Linked DNA regions of Sus scrofa: regions 1 and 3 are each linked to region 2. The links are chromatin contacts, called in public HiChIP or PLAC-seq maps. All regions are on one chromosome and are shown on one strand. Each heading gives the region's core, a stretch centred on a gene start, on an enhancer-like site or on the middle of the called end of the contact. The rest is flanking DNA. Distances are from core to core; before and after follow the strand shown.

Evidence for each region. HiChIP or PLAC-seq counts read pairs in DNA pulled down with a chosen protein or histone mark.
Region 1: a contact with region 2 is called in an H3K27ac HiChIP or PLAC-seq map of skeletal muscle. The contact joins two enhancer-like sites. A contact is called at or near these places in 1 of 47 Hi-C or Micro-C datasets (embryonic fibroblasts) and 1 of 2 datasets of contacts at active chromatin or transcription factors (skeletal muscle).
Region 3: an H3K27ac HiChIP or PLAC-seq map of skeletal muscle shows a contact between it and region 2. The contact joins two enhancer-like sites. A contact is called at or near these places in 1 of 47 Hi-C or Micro-C datasets (epiblast stem cells) and 1 of 2 datasets of contacts at active chromatin or transcription factors (skeletal muscle).

Annotation. Positions count from the first base shown.
Region 1 is chr9:57,071,725-57,076,337 of Sscrofa11.1, forward strand. No RefSeq gene overlaps it. Among named protein-coding and RNA genes, the nearest start is that of ADAMTS8, 39 kb to the right of the region's middle. Within about 2 kb of position 1,732, at least 7 of the 83 cell types and tissues checked have an H3K27ac peak or open chromatin away from gene starts, as enhancers often do. A contact at or near this core is called in skeletal muscle, where this site is marked.
Region 2 is chr9:57,503,333-57,507,970 of Sscrofa11.1, forward strand. No RefSeq gene overlaps it. Among named protein-coding and RNA genes, the nearest start is that of SNX19, 53 kb to the right of the region's middle. Within about 2 kb of position 2,074, at least 1 of the 83 cell types and tissues checked has an H3K27ac peak or open chromatin away from gene starts, as enhancers often do. A contact at or near this core is called in skeletal muscle, where this site is marked.
Region 3 is chr9:57,154,028-57,158,944 of Sscrofa11.1, forward strand. No RefSeq gene overlaps it. Among named protein-coding and RNA genes, the nearest start is that of ADAMTS15, 29 kb to the left of the region's middle. Within about 2 kb of position 1,889, at least 20 of the 83 cell types and tissues checked have an H3K27ac peak or open chromatin away from gene starts, as enhancers often do. A contact at or near this core is called in skeletal muscle, where this site is marked.

The sequences.
Region 1 (4,613 bases), core at 482-2,981, 430 kb before region 2:
CATGTCTCCTTCTCCTCCCACTGCTACTCCTTTGAGTTCAGATGTTCACTAACTGTCCCTTGAACTATGTGTTTTTGTTTTTGTTTTTTTGGTGGTTGTTGCTTTGTTTTGTTTTTTTGCCTGCACCCATGGCATATGGAAGTTCCCAGGCTAGGGATCGAACCCAAGCCATAGCACTGACAATGCCGGATCCTTGACCACTAGGCTACCAGGGAATTCCCTGTCACTTGAGCTATGGCAGTTGTCTCCTAGTTGGTCTCCCACTCATAAATCTTTTACCGTTTCCATTTTTTTTTTTCTGGATGATCTATAGTTTTCCAGCTATATAAAAATATATTTGAATGTATTTTCAATAATAATAATATCTCTGATGTTTAAGGTGATGTGAGCTAGTATGGGGATTATATCTCACCCACAAGAGTTTACAAACTAGTACGGAAAAGTTGTGTATGTAAATAATTAGATAAAACGAGGAGTTCCTGTCATGGATCAGTGGTTAATGAATTCAGCTAGGAACCATGAGGTTTTGGGTTCGATCCCTGGTCTCGTTCACTGGGTTAAGGATCCGGCGTTGCCGTGAGCTGTGGTGTAGGTTGCAGACGGGCTCAGATCTGGCGTTGCTGTGGCTGTGGCATAGGCCGGCAGCTATAGCTCTGAGTAGATCCCAAACCTGGGAACCTCCATATGCCATGGGTGTGGCCCTAAAAAGACAAAAAGACAAAAAAAAAAAAAAAAAAGAGAGAGAGATAAAACATGTGAAAAGTGCCGTGAGATTAGCACAAATTCAGAATAGGCAGCATTCAATCCTAGGAACCTGGGAAAGCATTGGGAAGGCGGTGGCCAATGAAAGAAAATATGGGCCTGTCTATAAATGTTCAAGGGTGGGGAACCTGAGAGGAATGGGAGCTAGTGGTTTGGAACTGAAGGTCCATGAGCAGTGGATTTTGTCAGGATATGCTGTCTACTAGTTGTATCTCCAAGAGCCTTCAAATTCTTTTTAGCCATTTCCCATACAACCAACCATGTTGACTTTTTTTTTTTTTTTTTTTTTGTCTTTTTGCCTTTTTTAGGGCCGCATCAGCACCATATGGAGGTTCCCAGGCTAGGGGTCTAATCCTATAGCCACCGGCCTGTGCCAGAGATGCAGCAATGCAGGATCCAAGCAGCATCTGTGACCTACACCACAGCTCACAGCAACGCCAGATCCTTAACCCACTGAAGGAGACCAGGGATCGAACCCGAACCTCATGGTTCCTAGTCAGATTCATTAACCACTGAGCCATGATGGGAACTCCCATGTTGACTTTTCGGTCTGCTTCCCCTCTGGTTAAAACTGGCTTCGTCTCTGCTGTAGGATATGCTTGGGGCGTGGACTCCCAGTGCAAGGATTTCTACAGGACTGGAATTTGACAATGGAGCTGATGCGAATGGGACAGGTGTGACCTCGATGTCCTTCATCTTGGCTTCCCTTACTCCAAACTGGTGTGATTTGTTCAAAATCCCACCTACTGCTTTTGCCAAGACCAGCTTTCCACACTCTGAGAATGGATTTCTCTCTGTGGTCTGTGAGGCCACTGTGCGGTTTCCCCTACTGGATTCCTTTTTGTGGTTGGAGGTCAAACCCTTTCTTGCCTGCTGCTTCCAGGAATTCGTGGTGTGTGTCTCAGCGTGCTACACGAGAGGGTTTTATTTTACCTCCCTTGAATGGAATGGCAGTCATCCAGCAGGCCTGGGTGCATGTAAAAATAGAGGGACATGTAAGCCTGCATTTCATATCCAGTACATAAGCCAGCCACCACTGGGTGCTGCACCATCATGTTTTGATGAAAGACTGCTGACAGCACCACAGACCATGCCGTGGGGCCCAGCAAACCACCTAATCCTGCTGCTTTATCCCTGGCATAGATGGGGCAGATTTCACTGCAGGGAACAATTTCTTTCCAGCCTCCAGCAGCTCTGAGTTTCTTTGGCTTTTCCTCCTTTAGCTGCCCATTACTGGTGACCCTCAGTCAGAGGCCAGGGTGACCACGGAAGACTAAAATGTTCAGTTAATCCCCCCATTTTTAAAAAGGTATAATTAGATCCACTCACCTGTGAATCTCTTTGATTGTGGAGCTAATGTCAAAAGGGCCCACTGAAAGTTCAGCATTTCCATATCTCTCACCCCTTTCTACAGTATACCACAGGAGAGTGTCACATCCTAGACTCAATAGGATTAAGTACGAATTCCAACCATTCCGTTGATTCTTTTCTTTTCTTTTCTTTTCTTTTTTTTTAAATGGCTCTACCCATGACACATGGAAGTTCCTGGACCAGGGATTGAATATAGACCACAGCTTTGGTCTCTGCAGCAGCTGCAGCAATGCTGGAACCTGAGGAGATCAAACCCACGCCTTCTGAGTGACCCAAGCTGCTGCAGTCAGATTCTTAACCCACTGTGCCACAGCGGGAGCGCCAAATTCCTACCATTCAGATTCTTTACGGTCTGGTCCTAAATTACCTTTCTCAGTCTGTAAACACTGCATCCTTACTTTAGCCTCTAGTTAAGAGTTTTGGTCCATTTTCTGTTTTCCTAGGCCGCTTATACCACTATGCCGTTATTGTAGTGGTCCCCTCCCCTGGAATAGTTCCCCTTCTCTCTGTCTGTTGAGAGCCTTTTTATCCACTAAGGCTGAGTTTCATTCCAGGGCCTCCACAACCACTCCCACCCACGGGTATCTTTCTCTCCATAGCATGCATTGTTTTTACTACATACTCGATGAGTCATTACGTTACTTAAGATAGATTCCTGGTTATCTTATATAATGATTAGACTTGATATTTTTCACATTGAAATTCTAGATTCTAGTCTCCTTTAGAATGGAAATCCTATGAGGTCAAGAGTCATGCATTATACTCCTTGTAACTCCTACAGTGCTAAGTGCTATGTATAAGAGGAGCCAGGAAGTGCGTATTGACTGAATGGATAATAATCCACTCTTGAAAAAGCAGAGCTTTGGCAGTATCTGTGAGTGAATCTAGTGACCTTTTGAGGACATTCTTGGCTAAGCAGTGAGAAATTGGAATATGAGGTAATAATTAAAGCTATTTTCAGGTCTAGAAGGGAGCTCAGAGACTGAAGTGCTCTGGAGCCATCTAGAATGTCAGCTTAAGTCAGCTTCCAGGTTGGTTTGCTTCCACCGTTTTAGGTTTCTTGGGATTCTATGCTATGGACTCAGAAGACCTGATTTTATAGTTGCCATTCCCTAATAGCCTTCATATTTTTATTCAATTAGTGCTTGATGGTTTGAATTAAGCTAGGAACAGTGGTTCTAACCTTTTTCTTGACGTTGTGGAGAATGCTTCTGGGATGTTTGTGTAAGATGTAAATGCTTTTTATGCAACATTTGGGTATTGAACAATGCCTTTGGAATTCCATAAGTACCTGAAATGTATAGTCAGCAATAGTGCAAAACTTTTTCTTTAAACGGTGTTTTTGACTTTTGTGAACCTCTAACCATAATTTTTAGATAAATCTGATTAATAAAATGGAGACTCAAACATGATAATATCTTAGCACAAAATGAGGAATACACAAAATTAGAAAAAAAACCATGATTTTCACATGTGTCTATAAAAGGGTTTTGAGGGTAATTCCAAAGAACTTTCAGAAATGTATTAAATTATAGAAGCATTACTGTAATAAGGATAGCTTTCACTGGCTGAACATTTATTGTGAGTCATTAAATACTTGCTATTCAAAATCTCATTTAATCCTAAAAGCAACCTGATGAAGAACGATTTAATTAGCTCCATTTTAAAAGTATGGAAACTAAAGGTTAAAATGGTTAACCTGGATTTGAACTCAGGCTTGTCAGACTCCAAAATCCATGTATCACTGTGATGACCACCTTGAAGGAAAAACACTGACTGGATATGTTCAACTCTCATGTCTAAGGACACTTAAGGCTGTTCATTGCACAGCTCTGGGGTCAGCGCCTCCCCTCTGCTCATAGCATATTTGGATGGGTTTTATGACAAATTTGTAGCAGATGGCAGTAAAGTGTCTTGAACAGGGTGGGTAGGGGAGTGGTTCCTAATTCACAGTTGCTCAAAAATTGTTCTCAGTGCTTTATGGTCCCATGTAGAAGGCAGGGTCTATAAATCTTCAGAGTTCCTGTCATGGCTCAGTGGTTAATGAACCCGACTAGTATCCAAGGACACGGGTTCGATCCCTGGCCTCGCTTGGTGGGTTTAGGATTCGGTGTTGCCGTGAGCTCTGGTGTAGGCTGCAGACGTGGCTTGGATCCCATGTTGCTGTGGCTGTGGCATAGGCTGGCGGCTACAGCTCCGATTAGACCCCTAGCCTGGGAACCTCCATATGCCGAGGGTGCAGCCCTAAAAAGACAAAAGACAAAAACAATAAATAAATAAATAAATAAATAAAAATCTTGAGCAACTTCTAGATAAGCCATCTTGGAACTAACAAATGAGGGTTCTTATTACTTAGGATCTGGAACAATAGCACTTGCCTTTTATCATGGTTCTGCCTTCCTTTTGCCTTCCTTCTGTCTTTGGAGTAAACTGATTTCTCCTTATATTCTTAGTTATTAATATAATTTATTGGCACAAAC
Region 2 (4,638 bases), core at 824-3,323:
GCATGAGAAGGTGAAATTTTATGCTGCTGGCCTTGTTCTGTTGTTTGTTTCATTTCTTTCTAATAAAAATGATTTGAAGGCAAAACCAGCGGAAGATTGATAGCTCCAAATCTGTGCAGTTTAGCAGTCACAGCAGACTTTGTTCTAGGATGGTTAACTCTTAGAGGTCAAAGACGTTACCTTCACAAGCATTTGCTCACTTCCCCCTCTGGGGCTGCTTCCCACTCTGTACAACTGGGAGTTGACCAACTTTCAAGGACATTTGCAGTTCTGATGCTCATTGGTTCTTTCATTTTTATTTTTTTGCTTTTTAGGGCCACCCCCGTGGCATATGCAAGTTCCCAGGTTAAGGGTCAAATCAGAGCTGCAGCTGCCAGCCTACACCACAGCTCACGGCAACGCCGGATCCTTAACCCACTGAGAGAGGCCAGGGATTGAACCCGCAACCTCATGGAACTTAGGCGGGTTCAATAACCACTGAGCCACGAAGGGAACTTCTCATTGGTTCTTTAAAAGAAAGTCCTATATCATCTCCTGCCTGTCACATGATCAGCCATCACGGTCTTGCCTTTGCAAGGAAGAGTTCACCTTGGCGTGCATTTTCCTCCACATTAATTCAGTAAACAGTGCGTGCCTCCGGCATTGCCGACACTGCTGCGGGGACAAGCTGGGAATACAGCCAGTCCTGGCCCCTCTGGAGCTGGCCATCTTATGGGGTCAGTCACACATGACCAAAATCTGAAAATGTGCAGTATCTGTAATACACTATAGTGTGATAAAATGTAACAACAGTCCACCAGCGTTAAGTACCATGAAGAGAAATGAAACAGCTTGAGGGCTGGGGAATGAGGAAAGCTGTTTTAGAAAGCGTGGTTGGGAAAGTCCTCTCTGTGAAGGTGGCATTTGGTGGGAGACCGTGGACGAGGGGGTGAGCCCTGGACATCCAGAGCAGACATGCCAGGCAGGGTCTGATCCCAGCGAGCTGGGTCTGGGAGGAAGGTCAGGAGGCCGCGGGTCAGGAAATGCGGCTGTGTCGCTGGATCCCCTCTCAGGGTTTGATGCCAAGTGTGATGGGACATCAGTGCTGTGAGCATGTTGCCAGGCAGTGGGGGCACTGAGAGACAAAATACAGTCTCTGCATGGAAGGGCCTAGAAGGCGCGCTCCTGCTAACGTGTGGCCATAAAGGCCAGTGGTGGGAGCTGTGTGTGGGATCTGTGCTGCCGTGCAGCTTCGTGGTGCTCCAGGGCCTGGAGGTGGTTGCTCTGACACCTCGCCCAGTAGAGGAACAGCTTCTGGACTGTAAAGAAAGGGAGAGCCGCAAAGAGGCACTTTCAGTGGAGAAGCTTGAGTGGGCAAGACCTATTTGGGAACTGGCCCAGCAGCCACAGCAGTGTCTCATAGTAGAGCCCAGGAAGTGCGTGAGCATCAGGCAGATGCAGGAGGAAAGGGCCCGCCCGGCCCTCCTCCCCAGGCTGCATGAGAAGGGGCTGCTCTTCAGCCCAGAAGAGCATCCTGACCAAGGGACCAGGCCCTCCTGCATGTCTGGCACATGGGAGGTTGGTGGTTCCCTGAGGCCTCGTCCTCTCCAAGAGCTGGAAGGGATGGTGGCCTCACAGGCCACCAGGCCCATGTGCCCTGTGGGTGAAGCCCTTGCCCAGGGGCCCAGCTAAGGAAGGACGGAGGTCAGCCTGGCCTTGGGTGCAGGTCTCTTGTCCTGTGCACGGCTGCGCTCTGCATGCTGACCAAGCCTTCCAGATACGCAAGGGCGTCCTGACCAGGGGTGGCCTTTCTGCAAACCAACATGATGGTCCAAGAGTGAGCCGGTTCCCGTCTTGGTCTAGGCTTCCCTGGGCTTCTCCCAGGTGGGAAAATTTGCAGGACCCCAGGGTACCAGGCGCAGCTCAGAGCCTGGGCCCTCAGGCCATCTGTCACTGAGAGCTGGGATAGGGGACACTCCTGGGACCGTCCCGCGTTCGAGCCGTGCCTGCCAGCAGCACGCTGGTGCCTGTCCGCTGCCACCGGCCATGAGATAATGTCTCTCCATTTCAGGACAGTGACATAGTCACATCAGACCTCGATGGCCAGTACGCACATTCCAGGCCTGAGACCAGGGTGGCAGTGGGGAAACCTGAGCTGTGGGGAGACATTCTCAGGCTCAAAAATCACAAACCCGAGAGGGAAAGGCATTTGATCAGAAAACGACACCATTCGGGTTATTTTAATGCCCTGGATTTGCGCTGCCCTTTAAGTGGAACCCCTTCTGTCACGGTACCACGGTGCCAAGTGGCCCGGGGGCAGATGACCTTCACTTGTTTTTAACCAAAGAACAAGGTCCCGCCTGGTTCGGGTGCTCCTCAAGCTGCTGATGGGCCTGTGTTTCCCGAGCCCCAATGCGTGCAGGCGGGTTGTGGGGCTCCGTGGCGCGACTTGCTCTGAGCACGGGGAGAGGTCTCTTCCCTTCCGCCCCCCTCCCCAGGGACAGCTCCTAAAGGTCCCCCCCTTTTTAGGCACTGTGCTGTTGAATGCCATCTGGGTACGTCCCCTGACACTTGAACGTGCAACTAAGGGGTAGGGGTGACTGTCAGCTGCTCAGAGAGGCAGTTCCCCAAACTGTTGGTCAGTTCTGATTGAGCACTATTTAGGGACCCACTGGGTCCTGAGCATTTTGCCGTGTGCCATGGAGAGTGCAAGCCCCCACACACCACAGGCTGGACTTGCAAAAAGTAGGTAAGAAAAGTGCAAAAGACAAGACAAGTACTCAGAGGGCTAGAAACAAATGGTCCAGGACCGACTGGTCTGGCACGGATGACAATGACATGAGGAAGGAAAAGAGAGACTGTTCCAGTGGACAGTCCACCTAAGGCAAGGCCTGGAGGTGGTGACGAGCATCCCCATATCAACGAGGCACCTAAGGCTTCTTATGGCTGAAGATTGAAGTAGAAGGGCTTTTTCCGAGGAGGGTGGGAGCACCTGCCCTTAGGCTGGCAGTGATGCTGGGTCAAAGTGTGTGGTTTATACATTTTTAAAGCTTTAGAGCAATGAAAAGCAGCTTGAATTAATGGCGAAAGGACCAACTGGAGTTCCAGGGGATGTGCACTCTGGGATGAGTTTTCACTGAAACATGGATGGCCGCCGTATGTCCAGTCTGCATGTGGAGGAGGATGCCGCGGGGGGCAGCAGAAACGTCCCTGAGCTGGAGGGTGGAAGGCCTGGTCTTGGGCTCCCCAGTGACAATGACAAACATTTATTAGGAACTGTGTGCTGCAGCTTATTCAAAGGGTCCTAAATATAGTAACTCAGCCCCTCCCCCATTCTGAGGACAGTACCATTATTATTCCCACTTAATGAATGAGAACTCATGCACAGAGATTTTAAGTCACTTATGGAAGGACACGGAGCTAATCAGTGGTGAAGTTGGGATTCACACCTGGTTGTCTGTTGTCCGACCTTCCTCGTTCCCTCCTTCCTTCCTTCCTTCTCTTTTTCTGTCTCTTTATGGCCGTACCCACAGCCTGTGGAAGTTCTCAGGCTGGGTCACATTGGAGCGGTAGCCACAGCAACACGGGATCTGAACTGCATCTGTGACCTACATCACAGCTCACGGCAGCACTGGATCCTTAACCCACTGAGTGAGGCCAGGGATGGAACCCGCGTCCTCACGGATACTAGTCAGGTTTGTTACCGGTGAGCCAGAACGGTAACTCTTAATCCCTGTGCTGTTGCCTCTTGAAACAAACGAGGCGAGGGATCACAAGCAGAAGACAGACTCTCCATATTTGTTTCTTTTTCAGTAAAATGAGGACACTAATAACTTCCCAAATTACCTTTAAAAGTGATTATAAGGATCTAAATAAAATATTGGATATGAAATACTTGGAGTTTATAAGCTCCTATACATGGGTAAAGTATTACATTCCTCAGAGGAATGATGAAAAGATTAAGTGGGAGAGCTGATGGAAAAGACTGTAGGGAATGAAAAACCCAAGTGTGGGCCCTGATTATCAACGCTGAAGGCTCACTGGGTTTGAGGAGGTCCTGGGATGCCATGGAAACCTGGGGGCGTGGCTTATTCCTCAAAGCTGCATGGCATCCTTAACCAATGCGGTTTCAGCAGGCTTAACCAGGGAAGGGAGGAGAGGGGCTTTTTATTCTAGGAGCCCAGAGAAAGTCAAGAGATCCCTCTCAGAGGATCTCAAAGCTACTTCCTTTCCTCCCTCACTTTCAGTCATTCCTTCTTTCCTCAAATTGAGGCCCCAAGACACAGAAGAAGATCTCTACTGAGAGAAAAGTCAAGATGAAATCTAATCATGCATTCGTGTTGATGCTAGGCATTCAGAGAGCCTAGAAACTGGCCAGGAATGGGGAGACACAGTCTTTGCTCTCTGATGTGACAGAACTGAAAGGGTCTCATCCAATATCGGCCCATCCTCTCTGTATGAGAAGAAGGAAAGAAAAGTTCGGGGGCCTGAAGAGGTTTGTTGAAGATCATTGTGCCTCCGTGTATGTGTTCCTACCCATTTCATGAATCCCCTTTCTGGGTGGATTTGGGGGTTACTGGGAGTTTAAGATCCATGTAAGCGCCCTGTGACGACAATGCAAAGAATGTCAGCTGAGTATTTAAAGGTTCTCTTGGAAAT
Region 3 (4,917 bases), core at 639-3,138, 350 kb before region 2:
CTAGGGGTCGGAATCAGAGCTGTAGCTGCCAGCCACAGCCACAGCCACGCAGGATCTGAGCCTCGTCTGCAACCTACACCACAACTCTCGGCCATGCCAGATCCTTAACCCACTGAGCAAGGCCAGGGATCCAACCCGTAACCTCATGGTTCCTAGTCGGATTCGTTTCCGCTGCACCACAACGGGAATTCCCTATAATGTATTTCTGACACTAGCTACCTGGAATTAGCCTCAGACTCCGCAGGTTAAGGGCTCAGTCCCACTGACTGAGGACACTTCAGACACTGGTCACAAGTAACGGGTCCCTAGGGTCTCCACGCAACTGACCTACTTGGCTACCAGGTTGAGCGTTCTCATGGTTCCCTGCCAGGTTTAAAAATTTGCTGGAAGAACCCACAAAACTCAGGGAAACATTTGCTTATATTTGCTGGTTTATCATAAAGGACATGATACAGGTGAACAGACAGATGAAGAGGTACACAGGGCAAGGTCTAGGAGGGTCCTGGACACGGGAGCTTCTGTCTCTGTGGAATTGGCTGGGTCACCCTCCAGCATGTAGATGTATTCACCAACCCAGAAGCTTCTCAACCCTGTAGTTTGTTTTTATTTTTTATTTATTTATTTTTTAAATTATAGTTGGAGTTCCTGTCGTGGTTCAGCAATTAATGAACCTGACTAGTATCCACAAGGATGAAGGTTCGATCCCTGGACTCACTCAGTGGGTTAAGGATCCGGTGTTGCCATGAGCTGTGGTGTAGGTCGCAGAAGGGGCTTGGATCCTGAGTTGCTGTAGGCCAACAGCTACAGCTCTGATTTGACCCCTACCCTGGGAACCTCTACATACCATGAGTGTGGCCCTAAAAAGAAAAAAAAAATCATAGTTGATTTACAATGTTCTGTCAATTTCTGCTGTACAGCAAAGTGACCTGGTCATACACACACACACACACACACACACACACACACACACATGTATACTTTTTCTTACATTATCCTCCATCAAGTTCTATCAGAAGTGATTGGATATAGTTCCCTATGCTATAGAGCAGGACCTCATTGCTTATCCATTCTAAATGTAATACCTTAGGAGTTCCCGTTGTGGCTCAGAGGTCATGAACCCGACTAGTATCCACTGGCCTTGGTCAGTGGTTTAAGGATCCAGTGTTGTCATGAGCTGCGACGTAGGTTGCAGATACAACTTGGATCTGGTGTTGCTGTGGCTGTGGTGTAGGCTGGAACCTGTAGTTCCAATTGAACCCCTAGCCTGGGAACCTCCATATGCCACAGGTGTGCCCCCCCACCCCCCCCCAAAAGTAATAGTTTGCATTTACTAACTCCAAACTCCCACTCCATCTCATTAGTTAAGGAAACTTCAAGGGATCGGAAAGGAGCTAGGTATCAGGAACCAGCATCAAATATTAAAGCAAAAGATGCTCCCAGTATCCCTATCATTCAAGAAATTACAAGAGTTCTGAGTCAGGAAGCAGGGGACAGAGACCAGTATATATTTCTTACTGTGTTGCAGCAAGTAAAAGATGATGAGAAGCCTGGGTTCTACCCTGCAGCCAGGTTGGGGGTTCAGGAGAGCCCCAGGTAAGCAAACAGGGGCAGCAACTTACACCAAAATGTCTAAAGCAGACAAACCTGCCTGCATTTTTAAACTTTTTGGAGAGGGACAGTGCAGTTTCCTGACCTCGCTGGCCTTTGAAGAGGGGCAGGAACAATTTGCTTTGTAATCCGTTCTCTGAAGAGGAATGTCTTCTTGCTCCAGTAAAGAAAAAGCCTCTGTAATTGCATAAAGGTCTTGACTCCCTGGGCCACAACTCCCCCTGCCCAGCAAGCCCTGGCTGGTCCCCAGCAGGCTGAGCTGGCATAGCCAACGGCCGCGTGTATGACCCCAGAGTCTTTCTGTGGCCCCTTGGCTTGCACCCAGCCCTGCTGGGTGAGTCAGGCCTGAAGCCTGCAATCCTAGCAACAAATCCCAGAAGAACCCAGCGTCTCCTTTCAAGCTCCTGGCTGCCACAATCACACACCAGCCCACACAGCCAGGAACGGGGTGCAGTGGCCTCTTCACTGTACCATCCTGGGGTCCTGGGGGAGGAGATCCCTCCCCAGCCCCATTGTGGGGACCTGGGGTGGGGAGACCCCTTGTTGCTCCTGGAAGGGGACCCTCCCTGCCCCCATCGTGGGGGCCCCTCTGGAGGAGACCCCCTGAGCTGCTCCTGGCTGCCTATCCAGCATGGCCCTGCCACTCTGCTCAGTGGAGGTTTCTCCTTCTGTGACTTATGGTCAATAATGTAAATCACACTCCAAGCACTGGCTGGAGTGTTGTCCAGGGAGATAACAGTTCCTGGCTTCCAGAGGCATTCCAGGGCAGAGGCAGAACTATTTGTTTTTGAAGGAGAGCAACCCTGGCAGAAAAGGCAAGATAGATGGAGAGGATGGGAGAAGAGAGTCTCAGGAAAAGTGGGATTTGGGAAAATGGTGAAAATAATGTCATACTGGCAAAGGCTTGGAGGTTGATGAGGTTTCAACTGCACCCCTTGAGCTGTGACAAAAAGTCCCCTTCTCCTCTCCCCTCTCCCCTGTCCCCAGCCAGGACCCAGTCCTAGGCAGAATATGCAGGGGTTTAGGCCACCTCTCTCTGGAGCTTCTGACCCCAAGGGCTGGGATTTAGTTCAACAAGGAGGACCCTCCATCTTCCCCAGAGGTCATCCAGCAGAGACCCCGGATGTGGTGGGGGTGGGAGTGGTGAGGGCTTTGAGGAAAGAGGCCTTGAGAGGCCTAATGAGATGTATTTGCGGGGGGTGGGGTGGGCATGACCTCTTTAGGGACCCTCCTGGGCCTGGGTCTGCAGAGTGAGTGGATGTGGCCCAGAGAGCAGGTGCACACACACCTCGTGCGGGACTCAGGGCCAGTCAACCTTCAAGGAGTGTTTCCAAGATGGAAGCTTCCTGGGAACCCATCAGAGCAAGAAGGATGATGGAGCTGGTCTTCTTTGGAGCTGTGAGGACCCTGATCCCTGCAGGCACCGTTTAACCTACAAACACCATCCCACTTGGTCTTCACGGCCGCCCTCCGAAGGCTGATCAATCCAGTCTTCCAGATGCTGAAAGCGGGCTTTCAGAATGTGGAGTGACTTGTCAATTACCCTGGTGAGTGGCAGAGCCAGGATTCAAGCCCAAGTTTGCTCCCTTCCAGAATGAGGCTCTGCTCGGCTCTGCTGTGCTTTAGGAGGCCTGGTTAGCCTCTAGGTAAGGCAGGGAGACAATGGCCTGTTCCTTTCTTCTGCCTGACAGGTTTCCTGAAATGACTGAGAGTATGTTCCTGAGGCAATGTTTGGTAGCTTCTAAAGGACTTCTGAACACAAATGTGCCCCGATTCCTATAAGGCAGACCCGGGAAATAGTGCAAAGATTTCAATAAACTGAGTTGCACTAATTTTTTGGTGTTCCAGTGCATAGAAAAATTTTGTTACACTATTCTGTAGTCTATTAAGTGTGTAATAGTATTACATTGAAGAAACACACATACCTTAATTAAAAAAATCATTTATTGCTAAAAATGCTTACCATTATGTGAGCCTTCAGCAACACATAATCTTTTTGGAATAGTAATATCAAAGATCACTGATCACAGATCGCCATGCCAGATACTATAATAAAAATGATAAAAGTTTGAAATGTTATGAGAATGATCAAAATGTGATAGAGAGACGGGAAGTGAGCAAATGCTATTGGAAAGGTGGTGCCAGGAGTGCTTAATGCAGAATTACCACAAATCTTCAAATTACAAAAATGCAGTATCTGTGAAGCATAAGAAAGCAAAGTGCAATGAAAAGAGGTCTGCCTGAAACCTCTCCTAGCAGAAAACCTATGCACTTGACTGCTTTCTTGGTATGTTTTCCACGGGAGCTTCTGAGGTCGTAAGGGCTGGCACCTTGTCACCCCAGGAACCTGGAGTTCAGAGATGCCCCAGAAACCTCAGAGAAGTTTGAGCTACTTTGAGGCAAAAGAGCAGAAAAGAACAATGAGTCATTAGACGTAAACAGTTGCCTTTGGAGTGGATGAGCAATGAGATCCTTCTGTATGGCACAGGGAACTCTATCTAGTTACCTGTGATGGAACGTGATGGAGGATAATGTGAGAAAAAGAAGGTATAGATACATATGAATGACTGGGTCACTTTGCTGTACAGCAGAAATTGACAGAACAATGTAAATCAACTATAACAGAAAAAACAAAACCCTAAAAAACCAAAAAAGAATGATGAGCCATGAGTAAAACTGACAAGGGCATCCAGCAACCCCCATGACTCTATTTTCCCTGGAAACCTCCAGAAGTTGTTTTTTTTCCTGTTTATTTCCTTAAATTAAATATTTAAGACCTACATCAAGAGCAAAGAATAATAAAATAGAGCCCAGGTGCAAATCACCCAGGGTAAGAAATAAAACATCACTGGTGGTAGAGTCGAGGCACCCTGTGAATGCCCCTCTTTGTGCCGGGTGGATACACGTGACCTTGAATTTGGTGTTAAGCATCCCCAGCCATTCCTTTATTCTCTTGCTACACTTGTCTGTATCCCCAAGCAATGCCTCGTTTGCTTTTCAACTGGTACATGCAGGGCAGAACCTCTTAGGTAAATGCAAGTCCTTTGGCCTCTTACCTCCTTCACTGAACCTTCTGCCTGCAGGAGTCTTTCACGTGGGTACATGTAGTTCGTGTTCACTTATTTTTCAGTCTGGTGTATTACTTCTTTACTTAGGTATGCATGATGGACATTTAGGTTGTTTCCAGATTTTTGCTAATACAAACAACGACTCCTGTATGTGTTTTCCAGAACATGTATTATATGACCCATTTTAGGGGTGGAATTTCTGGGCCAGGGAGTATGCACATCTTCAACTTCATCATGAGCT